Regions from separate parts of the Rattus norvegicus genome. Here regions 1 and 3 are each linked to region 2. A link is a contact called in public Hi-C and HiChIP or PLAC-seq data. All regions are on one chromosome and are shown on one strand. Each heading gives the region's core, a stretch centred on a gene start, on an enhancer-like site or on the middle of the called end of the contact. The rest is flanking DNA. Distances are from core to core; before and after follow the strand shown.

The links. Hi-C and Micro-C count contacts between places; a contact is called where the count stands out from the background. HiChIP or PLAC-seq counts read pairs in DNA pulled down with a chosen protein or histone mark.
Region 1: a contact with region 2 is called in an H3K27ac HiChIP or PLAC-seq map of oligodendrocytes, with 9 times the contacts expected there. The contact joins the enhancer-like site here to the promoter of Sh3bp4 in region 2. A contact is called at or near these places in 7 of 12 Hi-C or Micro-C datasets (the A7r5 cell line, Schwann cells, frontal cortex and 3 more) and 1 of 1 datasets of contacts at active chromatin or transcription factors (oligodendrocytes).
Region 3: a contact with region 2 is called in a Hi-C map of liver, with 4 times the contacts expected there. The contact joins the enhancer-like site here to the promoter of Sh3bp4 in region 2. A contact is called at or near these places in 2 of 12 Hi-C or Micro-C datasets (both in liver).

The regions. Positions count from the first base shown.
Region 1 is chr9:97,219,871-97,224,303 of GRCr8, reverse strand. No RefSeq gene overlaps it. Among named protein-coding and RNA genes, the nearest start is that of Sh3bp4, 110 kb to the right of the region's middle. Within about 2 kb of position 1,478, at least 15 of the 93 cell types and tissues checked have an H3K27ac peak or open chromatin away from gene starts, as enhancers often do.
Region 2 is chr9:97,105,400-97,109,613 of GRCr8, reverse strand. Sh3bp4 (SH3-domain binding protein 4) reads right to left here and starts at 1,737. Exons shown (of 6, transcript NM_022693.4): 1 at 1,562-1,737.
Region 3 is chr9:97,007,928-97,012,264 of GRCr8, reverse strand. No RefSeq gene overlaps it. Among named protein-coding and RNA genes, the nearest start is that of Sh3bp4, 98 kb to the left of the region's middle. Within about 2 kb of position 2,359, at least 12 of the 93 cell types and tissues checked have an H3K27ac peak or open chromatin away from gene starts, as enhancers often do. A contact at or near this core is called in liver, where this site is marked.

The DNA.
Region 1 (4,433 bases), core at 229-2,728, 110 kb before region 2:
GCAGTCATTAACACAGGAGGAGAGGGGACAGGTGAGGTGAGTACATTGAATTCCCACAGTTCAAGCAGCTCAGCCAGGGACCCAGGCTGAGATCTATGCAGAGCCTCTGTTGTCTGATTGGCTAGCAGGCGATCCACCCTTTTGGCTTCCACCAGTGCCCTGGGGCCCTATCACTTTCTGGCTGGGAAGTTCTGTTCACAAGCTGCTTCCTCCGGAGTGTGCTTGCTGTACATTTCTTTACTGGCTTCACCCAGCCCCAGCCCTGAACAGAAGCCCTGATTCCCACAGACCCTGCCTCAGTGGGACTGGTTGAACCTCTTATCTTCAGCTGCTTAGAGTCAGGTCCCAAGTAGAAGTGTCTGGGACTGTCTTCCTTTCTGGCTACTTAACATGTCTTGATTAGATCTCCAGTCTTATCTGTCTGCTGTGAAAGGCAAACAGAGAAGTCTAGCTGCAGGCAAATGGTGTTTCACACATCTCCTGCTCAACTCTGCTGCAGAGGATTCCTGGAAGAAGTGCCTAGCCTCTCAAGATCTGGTGTTTAGAGTCTCCTAGGAGATGCAGATGCAGATGGCACTGTCTTTGAGAAGAGAACAGATCTTTTGATTTAACCCTGCTTTGAGGGCCAATTAAAGGCTCCCAGGCTTGAAGGCAGACCTTTCTCCCAGGCTTCACTTGCAGTTCAGGCCCAGCCATGTGGTCATCTGACGACTCCTTGGAGCTGTGGATCTTCAAGGCCACCTAGATATGCCATCTTATCTTAAAACATCTGATCTGGAAAGGGTCTCTCGTCCTTTAGGGGAGGGGACTCCACACCATTCATCTGCTGTCACAGGGCACTCTAGGATACCATAGAGTCTGATGACAAGGCATTCATTTTCTTTTAAGGTTCATTTGTTTTATGAGGATTTTTTTTTATGTGTGTGTGTGTTTGCCAACCATGTTTGCACAGCTTTCCTTGATTAGTACCCAAAGAGGCCAGTAGAGGGAGTCAGGTCCCATGGAACTGGAGTTTCTGGACAGTTTTGAGCTGCCATGTGGGTGATGGAAAAAAAGAGTCAATGCCCTTAACCATTGAGCCATCTCTCCAGCCCTGTATGAATATTTGAGTGCATGTAAGTGGACTGTGTGCATGCGGTGCCTCCAAAGGCCGGAAGAGGGCGCCAGATCCCTCTGAACCGGGGTTTGGGACGTTTGTGAGCCATCTTGATTAAGTGATGGAAATCCACTGGGGTCCTCTCTCTAAGAGCACTAAGTAAGTGCTTTCATCCGGGGAGCCATCTCTCCAACCCTTCAATCTGTCTCCCACAGCCGGCCACTGGGATTCTCTGTAGGGCAATGTTGACATAATTTCTGATAGAAATTTTGACAGAGAAATCTGTAACAGGGCTGGCTTTTAGCGGTTCCTCAACTCTCAGCAATTCCTCACTCAGATAAGATACAGACCCCTCTTTGAAGCCGACTTTGCTAAGCATATTTACCATTCCAGATGACGTGCTTGGAATGTGATTTCAGCTTATCTGCCTCCTCCCGGGCTGCTGAGGGAGTAGCTAAACTCCTAGGCTTCCAGAAACCTCTACCTTCAAAGCCCCTCTAGGCCGAACTTGCCTGTAGCCTGCCCCCACCTCTCTTCTAGTCTCAACCTGTTGCTTCTGGATCCCTCCACCCCTGAATGACCTCTGGCCTCTTTCAGTGCTGAATGCCCTGGCGGGGGGGGGGGGGGGATCAAAGCCATTCTAGTAACTTCTTTGTGTACTTTTGATGTTTTGAAAATTCCATGGTGAAAGAATACATACTTCGGCTTTTAATTAATAATAATAATAAAAAAACCCACCCCCGGGGCCAAACTATGGGATTAAGCCAGGAAGCAGATGTTCCGAGGCTTGTTTATTTATTCAACCTGGTGTGGTGCTGAGACCTGGCTGCTTAAATGCTCTTACAAGATGGGAAATCCTTCCCAAGGAATTTTGTACACAAGAGGCCCCCTTTCCGAATCTATGCTTTGATGCTCCACCACGTGGCTGGCTTGGTTTTCTCTGCAACTCCGGGGTCTCAGTCACCTGACTTTGAGCCAAAGACCCACTTGTTAAGCAAATCTCCGTGACAGTAGAGAAGGTGATAAATTATCCCATCTAAGTTTGCCTTGACCACTGTGTTGTCTTTAAGAAATGGTACTTTATTCTAAGAAAATGGCTGTGCACTGAGATACCATTCCACCACGAATTAGCTCTGGGTAAATTATTTTATCGGTGTAATACATAATGATTTTAGAAAGCTTAAGGGATTGGAAGAGAGTCACGGGGGCTCCATTCACAGAGCATGCGTTTTGCTATTGGAGATCTGGATTTACAAAATGAAACTGATTCTCTGGCTGCCTCAGGGGCCAACGCTTTAGTTAATTTAATTTTCTGGATACATAACACTAATCCAGAGGTTTTTCTCTGCCCCTTAAAAATTCTTGGTTCAGAATTAGGGCTGGAAATGTGGATTCCCTTTCTGAAAAACAATGTGTGGGTAGCCCTGACACATGAACTTTGATAGGCTGAACAGAACAGATTGACGCTTTTGTGTGATAGGGCGTCTTCGACAGTGGCCCAGAATGGACTCCTTAAACTGCCTTTTACACTAAGGTTGGTGCTGGCTTCTTATACAAAATGGTCTAGTCCTCTGGCTGTGGCAGGGATGTCAACTGCCCCCACAGAACCTGAGAACTGGGGACTCTTCCTTAGCTGTTGGGAAGTTGACACAGATGTCAATTTCTCCCAAGAGCTGGAATCATGATACATGAACTTGGGATTGGCCACGATGGAACTAAGTGGCAGGTTCTACAAAAATCACAACATGCAACAGGTCTCACGTGGGGGTTTATTAGGTTTATTAAAAGAAAGAGGTACAGAGGCTGCCTGGGTGGGGGGAAGGGCTGGAGCCATAGCGCATGTGCAGGAGGACATGACAGGGGTAATATGGAAATGTGTCTCCTCTGGGCAGCTAGTGATGACGTGTCTTGTCCCAAGTCCCTCAGGGACTGGTTAGGAAGGTGCCTGATTGTCAACACTGTTGCAGGGTCCTTTTTGGGCTGGCGGAACAAGTGCCTGATTGCTTACAGGCCATTTCTAACGTCAGTTTATATACTTATTTATATTTTTTATTCTTTGGGTAAGTATTAGAGGTTGAACCTAGGGCACAGAGAATCTGAGGCAAGCGCTTCATTGCTGAGCTATACCCCCACCTCTCTGTCCTACTTAACTTTCCTGTTGCTCTGCCCAAAAGCAATGTGAGGAGGAAAAGGTTTATTTCCGCTTATCGCTTGTAGTTCATCATTCAGGGAAATCAGGGCAGGAAATCAAAGCAGAAACCTGGAGGCAGAAGCTAATGCAAAGGTCACAGAAGAATGCTACTTACTGGCTTGCTTGCTTGCTTATATAGCCTGCTTATATAACCCAGGATCAACTGCCCTGGGCTGGCACCACCCACAATGAGCTGGACCCTCCCAATTCAGTTGTCAATCAAAAACAAACAAAAAACAAAACCCACACCACAGGCTTGCGAACAGGTCCGTGTGTTGAAGGCATTTTCTCAGTGGCTCTTCCTTCTAAAATGACTCTAGCTTGTGTCAAGTTGACATAAAACTAGTCATCCCATCCTTTTTCCCCCTTTTTAAAATCTTAAGATGTGGTCTCCAGAAGCTGTCCAGGCTGGCCTTGAACTCGCCCTGTAACCCAGGACTGATTTTGAACTTGCAGTCCTCCTATCTCAGCTCCTCAAGCCTGTCTGTGAAGGGGGTTTCAAGGAAGAAGAATTCAAAATGGAGGTGCTTGGGTTCGGACAATTAAGGAGCTGTCATGAAGCCAAGAGCACCCACCCAGAAGATAGCTCAGCACTGAAGCACCTCTGACAGCCCCCATACTAACCGCCCCCCTCCAACTCGCTCCCACCCACCAAGTAAGCCAGAGGCCCTTCTTAAGAGCTTAACTACAAACCCCTGACTAATAGATGATGTCATCGCCAACCCCCTGAGGTTCAAAGCTAACGCAGAGACTTCTTTTCAAGGCCGCTGAAGCCTGTGTTTTCCTAGATTGCAATCCCAATTAGTCCCCAATAAATGCAGTGCTCTTTGTTTTCGACTGCGTTGATTTTGTTTTCCCCCTTTCTGAATCTGCTTTGAGTGTCAAATCAAAGAAGACTTCTATCCTAAAGTTTCTGTCTTCTTCCTTCCTTCTTCTGAAAGGTCCCTGCCTTATATTCAAGCCATATACTTGATTGGTTGCATGTGCTGCAGTCTGAGTTTCCTTTCTTTTCTTCTTCCTTTCTTTCTTTCCTTCTTTCTTTCTTTTTCTTTTTTGTCTATAGATGCGCACAGCTGCTCTGCGCTGACTTCCGATAATCAACCCCGCCCTCCTTATGATTTATTTCATTTTTGCATTTTGCCTCCT
Region 2 (4,214 bases), core at 488-2,987:
AGGGCATTCTACAGCTCTGCATGTCCCAGGCACCAATGCCCCCTGACTTTAGGACACCCCCCCCACCCCCGCCCAAGTCCAAAAGATGCTGCAGGAAGGATCCTTGAGAAGACCAGTTACTTCCAAGCCTCTCACTTTGAAGGGCTTCGCCTGCACCAACAGGAGAATCGAGTGTGCTCTGGGGATCCCTGAGGCCTGCCTAGATCTTGCTTCCTGGGCAGGAGAGCCAAGCTCTAGGTAGCTTGTTTTACCTAGCTACCTAGATGACACTGTACAACAGCTAAATGCTCCCTAGCACATTGAAATACAGCCGCTGTCCGTCTAAGGATGCCAAAAACGCTCTGCAAACCATCCATTAAATTTTATGGTAGCCTAGGAAGCAGATTGAGAATCATTACTGTCATTTTTACAAGGCTCGACACCAAAACCACGGACTGGGCTGAGGTACCGGGTCCCCGCTTCTCTCCATCTGTACCCACCATCTTATGGGAAACCCCATACATCAAAAGGGCACTCGTGACTATCAGAAACAGCCTTTGTGGTAAGGCAGATCAAAAAATCCAAACTTTGGACACGAGACAATCAGAAAGGTAGAGAGTGGATGGTTTCATGCAAGGGTTTTCTCCCGATTAGGCAAGGAGGCGCCAGGTATAATTCAATGATTAAATCTACAAGGCTGTGACACCCCCACCCCAACGAATGTGGGATCGGCGGTAGATCTCCTGTGTTGTTTATTTCCGCTCTGGGCACTCATTGCTTTTATAATCAGAGCAAAAGTTATACGAACTTTATTTCTGCTGCTAAATCACAGAACACCAATCTGCTGCACTAACAAGGGAAGAATAAACATGAATAAAGCCCAGCATGGTATTCTCTTTCCAATCTCGTAGATCCACGAGGCTCCACAACCTTCTGCGTACGCAGAGCGGCCAGCCTGCTCTCCACCGCTCCTCCCGCGCGGCATCTGCAAGCGCCCCACACCGGGGAAGGGCCAGCGCCAGCCAGCCCCACAGTACACACTAAGCTCCCTAAACCTGCACACTACAACGCCAGATCCCAGCGGGGAGCCTCCTGGCCCCCAAACCCTCTAACAAGACACACTGGGCGGCGCAGGGCGGCTTCCCGGTAAACAGCACTTGCAGAACAACGCTCCTCTATCCTAACCGCTCCCACCCGCACACCCCGGCGCTGTCACCTCGGGGCTGCGCGGTCACTCGATCACCAAGACAGAAACTGGAGTTTTCAATTTCATCCTCCAGGAGGGCTATCCGAAGAAGTTGAAATGTGCATTGTCACCAAGTTTAACCCGGAGCCGCTCTCTCTTCGCTCCTCCCCAGAACCACGCGGGTGGCGCCGCGACCCCTCTCCGCCTTCCCTGCGCCCCAGGCCCTAGCGACCACGATCCGCAGCCCGGATCAGGCTGTGACCACAGAGGGCAGGGCACCGGGAGCTCAAGGGGTTCGGAGCTGTTCGGGGCTAGCCGCGCCCCTGGGTCCGGGATGCTGCCCGAAGCCACAGCGCGCAAGGGGGTAGAGTGCGCCGTCCGGCCCCGGGCTCCTACCTGGCTCGCATGGCGCCCCACGGGTCCTGCGGCTCCCTTGTCCTGTGGGGCTCACCCGGCCGGGGGCGCGCACCGCTCCGAGAACCACAGTCACAGCGATCGAGGCAGCGGAGGTGGTGAGGTACCCAGACACCGCGACGGCCCAGAGCGCTCAGCCCCCGCCGGCGGGCGCAGAGGTGGTCTGGGCCGGGGCGGGGCGCGAGCGCGGGCGGGGCCGGGGCGCAAACAGCGGGCTCGAGGAGGGCGGAGCGCAAGCAGAGACCGCGGGAGGGGCGGTGCCAAAATTGTGGGCGGGGCGGGAGAGGGGCGGGGTCAAGCTCAGGCTTGGGCGTAGGAACCCGGGACGGATTCGCACTTTTGAGGAGGAGTCTCTGTCGGAGAGGCGGGGCCTAGACGATACTGGGGCAGACGTGGGCAGGGCGTGCTCAAAGGGGCGTGGGCAATTTGAGGCTGGAGCGAGTAGGGACTGTGCCCGGAGCTGGGGGAGGGCAGTTCTTAGCAAAGGCGGGGCCTGGCTGAAGGGGGCGGGGCGTTCTGAATGGGCGGGGACGACTGAGCGGCTGATTTACTTAGGGAAAAAGGCTTGGCTGACTGGCGCCTCCACTGCTCCGGCGCGATTCCCGCCAACACTCCTCCTTGTCTCCTTCCTGAACAGCGCCAGTTGAGGGAGCAGGGTTGAAGGCTCGGGGGGTCCCCCTGTACCTATAGAAGAACAAAGATGATGGAGACCTCCGGTGCTCGGTTTGGGGGGAACCTTCCCGGGAGAGGTTAAGCAGTAAAACGAAGAATTTTAAAAAAACAACAACAACTCAGCTTTAGGGAACTACTACAAGGGGAGGAGAGCTGCCCACTGGGCAGGCTGCAACAGAATACAAGTCAGCATATTTACACTTCCTTTGCCTAGGCTCACACACAGAAGTAGAGGCTCCGTGCGAGCTCAGTGAATGATCACACTGAGAGGCAACGGAGCAAAAGCAGCCCAAGCTTGGCTACTCTCATGAGTCATCTCACGGGAGCAGACAGAGGCCTGTAGGGTTGATTGCCTCAGTGAGGTCAAATCAGCCTTTGACTGCGGTGGTGGTGAGGGCAGGGAAGGAAGGCTGCCACTTGGAGCCGGTAGCAATCATCTTTAATGTTGTCACAGATCCAAATCCAGCAGCCCATTGAGTCCATCCTCACTATAATCGCCGGCCACAGTTACCGTTCTTATTTTCAAAGTGACTTCAGATGTTAATGCAGATTATCATAGTCAGCAAGATCACATGGGAGGGGGTGTGCGTCAGAGTCAGAATTCTAGCCAGTTTTCTATCTCCCATGTTCTTTATGCTCCCCTTCCCATCAATCCTTGCACTCGTGGTGGAATTTCTTATTCTCTTAGAACATGGAAAAAATTACTCCTTAAATGTAGCTGTAAAGAGGCAGTCTTCTAAAAGTGCAGGTGACTTACCTGGTTGGAGGAGGTAGGGGTGGAGGTAACAAAAGCATCCAGACTGGAGGGCATGTCAGGAGCCAGCCTCTGTGCGAGTCACTTACCTAGATGAGTACAGAGCTTATGACTTAGCGGAGGGTCTAGCACAAAGCAGCAGTCACTAAGTATTAGCTATTTGTACTGCTGCTACTCCAAACGACTTCTGTCTAAACCATGTCAGAAAGAGGGAGAAGGAAAGCATGAATGGACGTGGGCTGGGCTGGGGTTATAGCTCAGTTGGTAGCGCGCTTGCCCAACATGCACAAAACTCTGGGTCCCATCCTCAGCACCAAATAAACGGGAAATGTGGTGGCTCAAGCCTGTACTCAAGAGGTGGAGGAAAGGGGATTGAAGGATGGTAGAGGCAGGAGGATCAAGAGTTGAAGGTCATACTCCTCTACATAGTAAATTCTAGGTCAGCCAGGGATGCGTGAGTCCCTGTCTTGGAGAATGGAAAGATGGATCAGAGGTTCCTAGCTCCCCCATGGCAACTTATAAATATCTCTAATTGGAGTTCCAGGGGATCTGATACCTCTGATTGCCCTTCATAACACCAGGCATACCTGTGGTACACAGACATATGTTCAAGCAAAACACTCATTTACACAAAATAAATAGATAGATAGATAGATAGATAGATAGATAGATAGATAGATAGATAAATCTTTTTTTAAGGGCCTGTTGGGTTAGGTGTCATATACCTTAATTCCAGTATTTGCTAAATGAGGCAGGAAGATTGTGAATTCAAAGACAGCTTAGATCTATTACTAGACTGAATCCGTCTCAAAAGAAGAAAAGCTTATGAAACATTGAAAAAGACAAGCGAGTTGAAAATGATCAAAGGTATAAAAAGATGAGTCCCCAAACACTGCAAATGGCCCAGCCCATGAAAGGCTCCTCAGCTGCCCGGAGCACAAAGCTTAAAAAGGAGCAAGGAGGTGAGAAAGCCCAAGTGTGGCCTAGGCAATGCTTGGGTTACTGGAAGCAACGGTCGGAGACACACCGCACATCAAAGTATGGAGCTGGGTAGAAATCAAGACTGCAATGTGACGCTTTGCCTGGGGGAGCAGAAGGCATGGGCTCCAGTGCCCACTCAGAGTGAGGAGTAGACAGAATCCAGGATCTTGAAACAAAATAAGGAAGAGGAAGAGGTGCCCACTTCTTCCTGCCTTAAGTCTGATCTGA
Region 3 (4,337 bases), core at 1,110-3,609, 98 kb after region 2:
AGGCAAAGTAAAATGATGTTAACCTGCCCAATACGTCAAGGTAATTAGTGTTTCTAAAGATGACTTCAATTGTGGGAAATTGTAAATATTGTTAGACAAAAGGGAGCAAACATTTTTCAGACTCAGATTTCCAGTTATTGTCTGGAAAGATGAAGAATGCCAGCTCTTTCCACATTTGACTTTATACTGTGACTGTGCCCAATAAATTGAACATAATTTCATGTAATACTTTATTCTCTGTGAGCTATTCCTTTTTAGAATGTAATAAGTTCCAGGAGAAAAGCTACTGGTAAAATGTCATCTGGCACATAGTAAATACTCAAGAAACAACTTGAAGAGTGAGTGAATGAATGAATGAATGAATGAATGACTATATAAAAGACAGAGGTAATTGGAAGTCAGCTAATTCAAGGAGGAACTTTTGAAGTAAATAACTTTGGTTATGATCTCTTTGGTCTTTGTGTGTGCCTACATGGATTATGTGTGTGCATGTGTACATGGGTACACATGTGTGTGTAGGCCAGAGGTAGATGGTAAGTGTCTTTTCAGTTGCTCTGCATCTTACATTTTGAGTCCAAGGGATTCCTGTCCTGGATAGACTGACTGGTCAATGAGCTCTTTTCCCTTCCTCCTCAGCACTGGGATTGAAGGCATCTGTTCTCTTGCCTGGTGTGCTGGTTAGTTTTCTGTGGTGGTTTTAATAGGTTTGGCCCCCATAGAGTCATGTGTTTGAATGCTTGGCCATAGGGAATGACACTATTGGGAGGTGTGGTCTTGTTGGAATAGGCGTGGCCTTTGTTGGAGGAAGTGAACCCCTGTGGAGCAGGGTTTTGAGGTCTTACATATGATAATGTTTGCTCAGGGTAGCAGACAGTTCCCTTCTGCAGCCTGAGGATCAAGATGTAAAACTCTTGGCCCCCTCCAGCACACATCTGCCTGCATGCTGCCATGCTCCCCCCCCCATGGTGACAATGGACTGAACCTCTGAAACTATAAGCCAGCCCCAATGAAATGTTTTTCTTTATAAGAGTTGCCTTGGTCATGGTGACTCTTCACAGCAATAAAACCCTAACTAAGATATTTCTCAAGGGGGATGCCAGAAAGCAGAGTCTCCAGCAACATCTGTCCCAGATCTAATGTGCCAGCCACAAACTTTTGAGAAATTGCACCCATCATATTGGCCAGTGGGCAATGCTATAGAACATTTTCTTGATTAATATTGCACATAGGAGGGCTGGAGAGATGGCTCAGCGGTTAAGAGCACCCGACTGCTCTTCCAGAGGTTATGAGTTCAATTCCCAGCAACCACATGGTGGCTCACAGCCATCTGTAAAGAGATATGATGCCCTCTTCTGGTGTATCTGAAGACAGCTACAGTGTGTACTTATATATAATAAATAAATAAATCTTTAAAAAAAAATATTGCACATAGGAGGGCCCAGTCCACTGCGGGTGGTGCCATCCTCGAGTTGGTAGTCTTAAATGCTATAAGAAAGCAAGGAGAGTAAACATCAGAGGGCAAGCAAGAAGCATCCAAGGCCTGTGTTTCAGTTCCTGCCTCCAGGTTCCTGCTTGGATTCCGTTCCTATTTCCCTATAAGCTATAAAGATGAATAAACTCTTTCTTCCCCAAGTAGCTTTTGGTCATGGTGGTTTTTCACAGCAATGCAATGCAAACTAGAATGCTTGGCTTTTAATGTTTGTACACTGCAGATCTGAACTCAGGACCTTATACTTAGGCAACAAGTGCTTTATTGGCCAAGCAATCTCCTCAGTCCCAGCCTTTCCTGAGTGCTTCCGGTATTTCTGCACATCAAGCTTATTCACCCAACCTGACAGTCCCCATCTAAATTCTGCTCATGACAAACATACATGAGAGAGTCACAAAGGCTTTGTGTGTGCATCAGAGCTCCCTATCCGTAAGACCTGTGCATGGACACCCTCAGAGACTAGCTCATTCTGAGTCAGGGAATAGACACATCCTGTGGAAGAGACACACATGTCTCTTCAGCCAAGCGTTCCTGCTCTTTGATTCCTTTGCACACTTTCCTTGAGGGAGTAATGGACATAATGATGTCTCTGTACCACATATGCACTGACGTCCCTCATTGCCAAACCGATTCATTTCCTTCTCTTCAGGGGTGTTCTCATCTGGGTCTCACATCTGCCTCAACGTAAGTATCTGTGGGATAACTCTGAACCTCACTAAAGAGGAATGGTGGTGAGAGGAGGAGGAATGGGTAATGGTTAATCATTAAGTTAGGGCGTGGGTGTTGCATTGGGAAAACCCAGCTGGCTGAGGACTGGATGCTACTACCTCTGATTCACAAGCATGGCCAGTGACCCAGGCGGGCAGTCTTGCCAAGAAAGAATCGCATGCCTTGGGTGGCTTCTTTGTTTATTTGGAGAGTTGAAATAGGGGAGGCAGGAATTGCTTCTTCGCCAAACCTTGATTTAATTCAACATGCCTAATTCTAATTTTAGCTTGGACCTTCGTGGGAGTCATTGTTCTAGAATAAGGCTCGAGGGAGAGGATTCCACATGGTCAGTGCTCTTATGACATCGGTTGCAATAAGATGTGGGGGAGGTGGGGCATTTGCTCGGGGTAGAGTTGGAGGTCCTCTGAATTGTGCAAGGGGAAGTGGGTTGTACAAAAACTGACAGAAGAGAGACGATGCATGGGCTGCAAATATTTGAACTTCGACCTCGGTTTAAATGAATGTTAATCATTATTGAGTAAGGAAAACCAGGCCTTAAAAATAGCCAGTTTCGATTTCACAAGTATGTACGTGTGTTTGGACTGTTTTAAGTCAATGATCCTTTGGCATTTAGTATTGATACGGTGCACTGAGAAGGACTTCTGTTCCTGTGTGTACATTCAGAAGTCACTACTGGTCAGTTCTAGATTAGCATCTTTGGGATAACATGGAAGGCGCTTGGCCTGATTCTTTCCCCGTTGTTGTGATAAAATACCCTGGAAAAATTAACTAAAGGGAGAAAGGGCTTATTTTAATTTTCAATTCAAGGTCCAAAGTTGATATCCATATGTCTTCCATTTCTGTCCTTATTCACTAAGCCAGACTCTATCAGTTGAACCTAGAGTTCACCAATCAGTCCCCCTAGCTAGCCAGATTGCTGATAGAGAGGAACCATGTTTCTGCTTGCTGGGTGCTGGGATCCATCATGGTAGGGAGGTCAAGGTGGCAGGAGCTTGCTCAGGAAAGAGAGTGTTGTTTGCTTCTCAGCTCTCTATCAGTTCAGAATCCCAGCCAGGGAATGGTGCTGCCCACAGTGGGCACATTTCCGTTAATGTGATTGAGATGACCATCACGGGCATGCCTACAGATCCAGCTCTCAGGTGATTCTGGATTCTGTCAAATTGACAGTAAGCATTAACCATTACAGTGCTTGGATTCCAAATGACTCAAGGAAAAATTAGAAAAGGGGATTTTGGTGAACAGAAATGGTTCCTTTTCCCCTACAAAGGATTATACCTGCACTTCATGCATACCTGTTTCAGGCCATCATTGGTCACCCCAGGGTTCTATCAGCTTGCCCTATCTCAGAATGAGGTGTGTCCACCGAGTTATGATGAAGCAGAGGGGCCCTTGAAGAAGGAAGTACAGATGACTGTGTCATGCCAAGAAGTGCTTGCTTCTTATATTAACCAGCTATGGGCATTTGATTGGAGCAAGACAAAGCCAGGTATAAAATGCTGTTCTCCCTTATTCAATTGAGCCTCTATCCTGAGTCAGGAGGTGACATCAAGATCCTGGTCTGCCCTAGGCATGAAGGCAGAAATCCTATACAAGTGACACTGGCACCATATAGTAGGAAATGCAGCCAGTGTGGTTGGGACATCTACTATGGAGGAGAGAAGTGGATGGGAAATTCAGATAGCCTCAAGAGGGAAGATCTTTATCCAAATGGAGTAAATAGGTAGCTTTAGGTCTTTGTGGAAATTCACACAGTTTTAGGGACAAGGGGATGGCTCAGTGAACAAACCCTTTGCTATAAAAACATGAGGACCAGCGCTCAGACCCATGGCACCCATATAAATGCTGGGCAGGTGTGGCAGTCCATTTGTAATCCCAGCATAGACGTGAGATTCTCCTGACAAGCTAGTTAGGGTAGACAGCCTGATTGATGAGATCTGGGTTCAATTGGCAGGCCCTGCCTCAAGGAATAGGGGGAGGGCAAGCAAAGAAGGAAGACACTGCACATGAACTTTGGGCTTCTGCTTGTACACAGATGCATATACATATGAATACATGTACTCTATATCCATGTGTGCCCCCCACATACACACACACATGTAAAACATACATACAACTACAT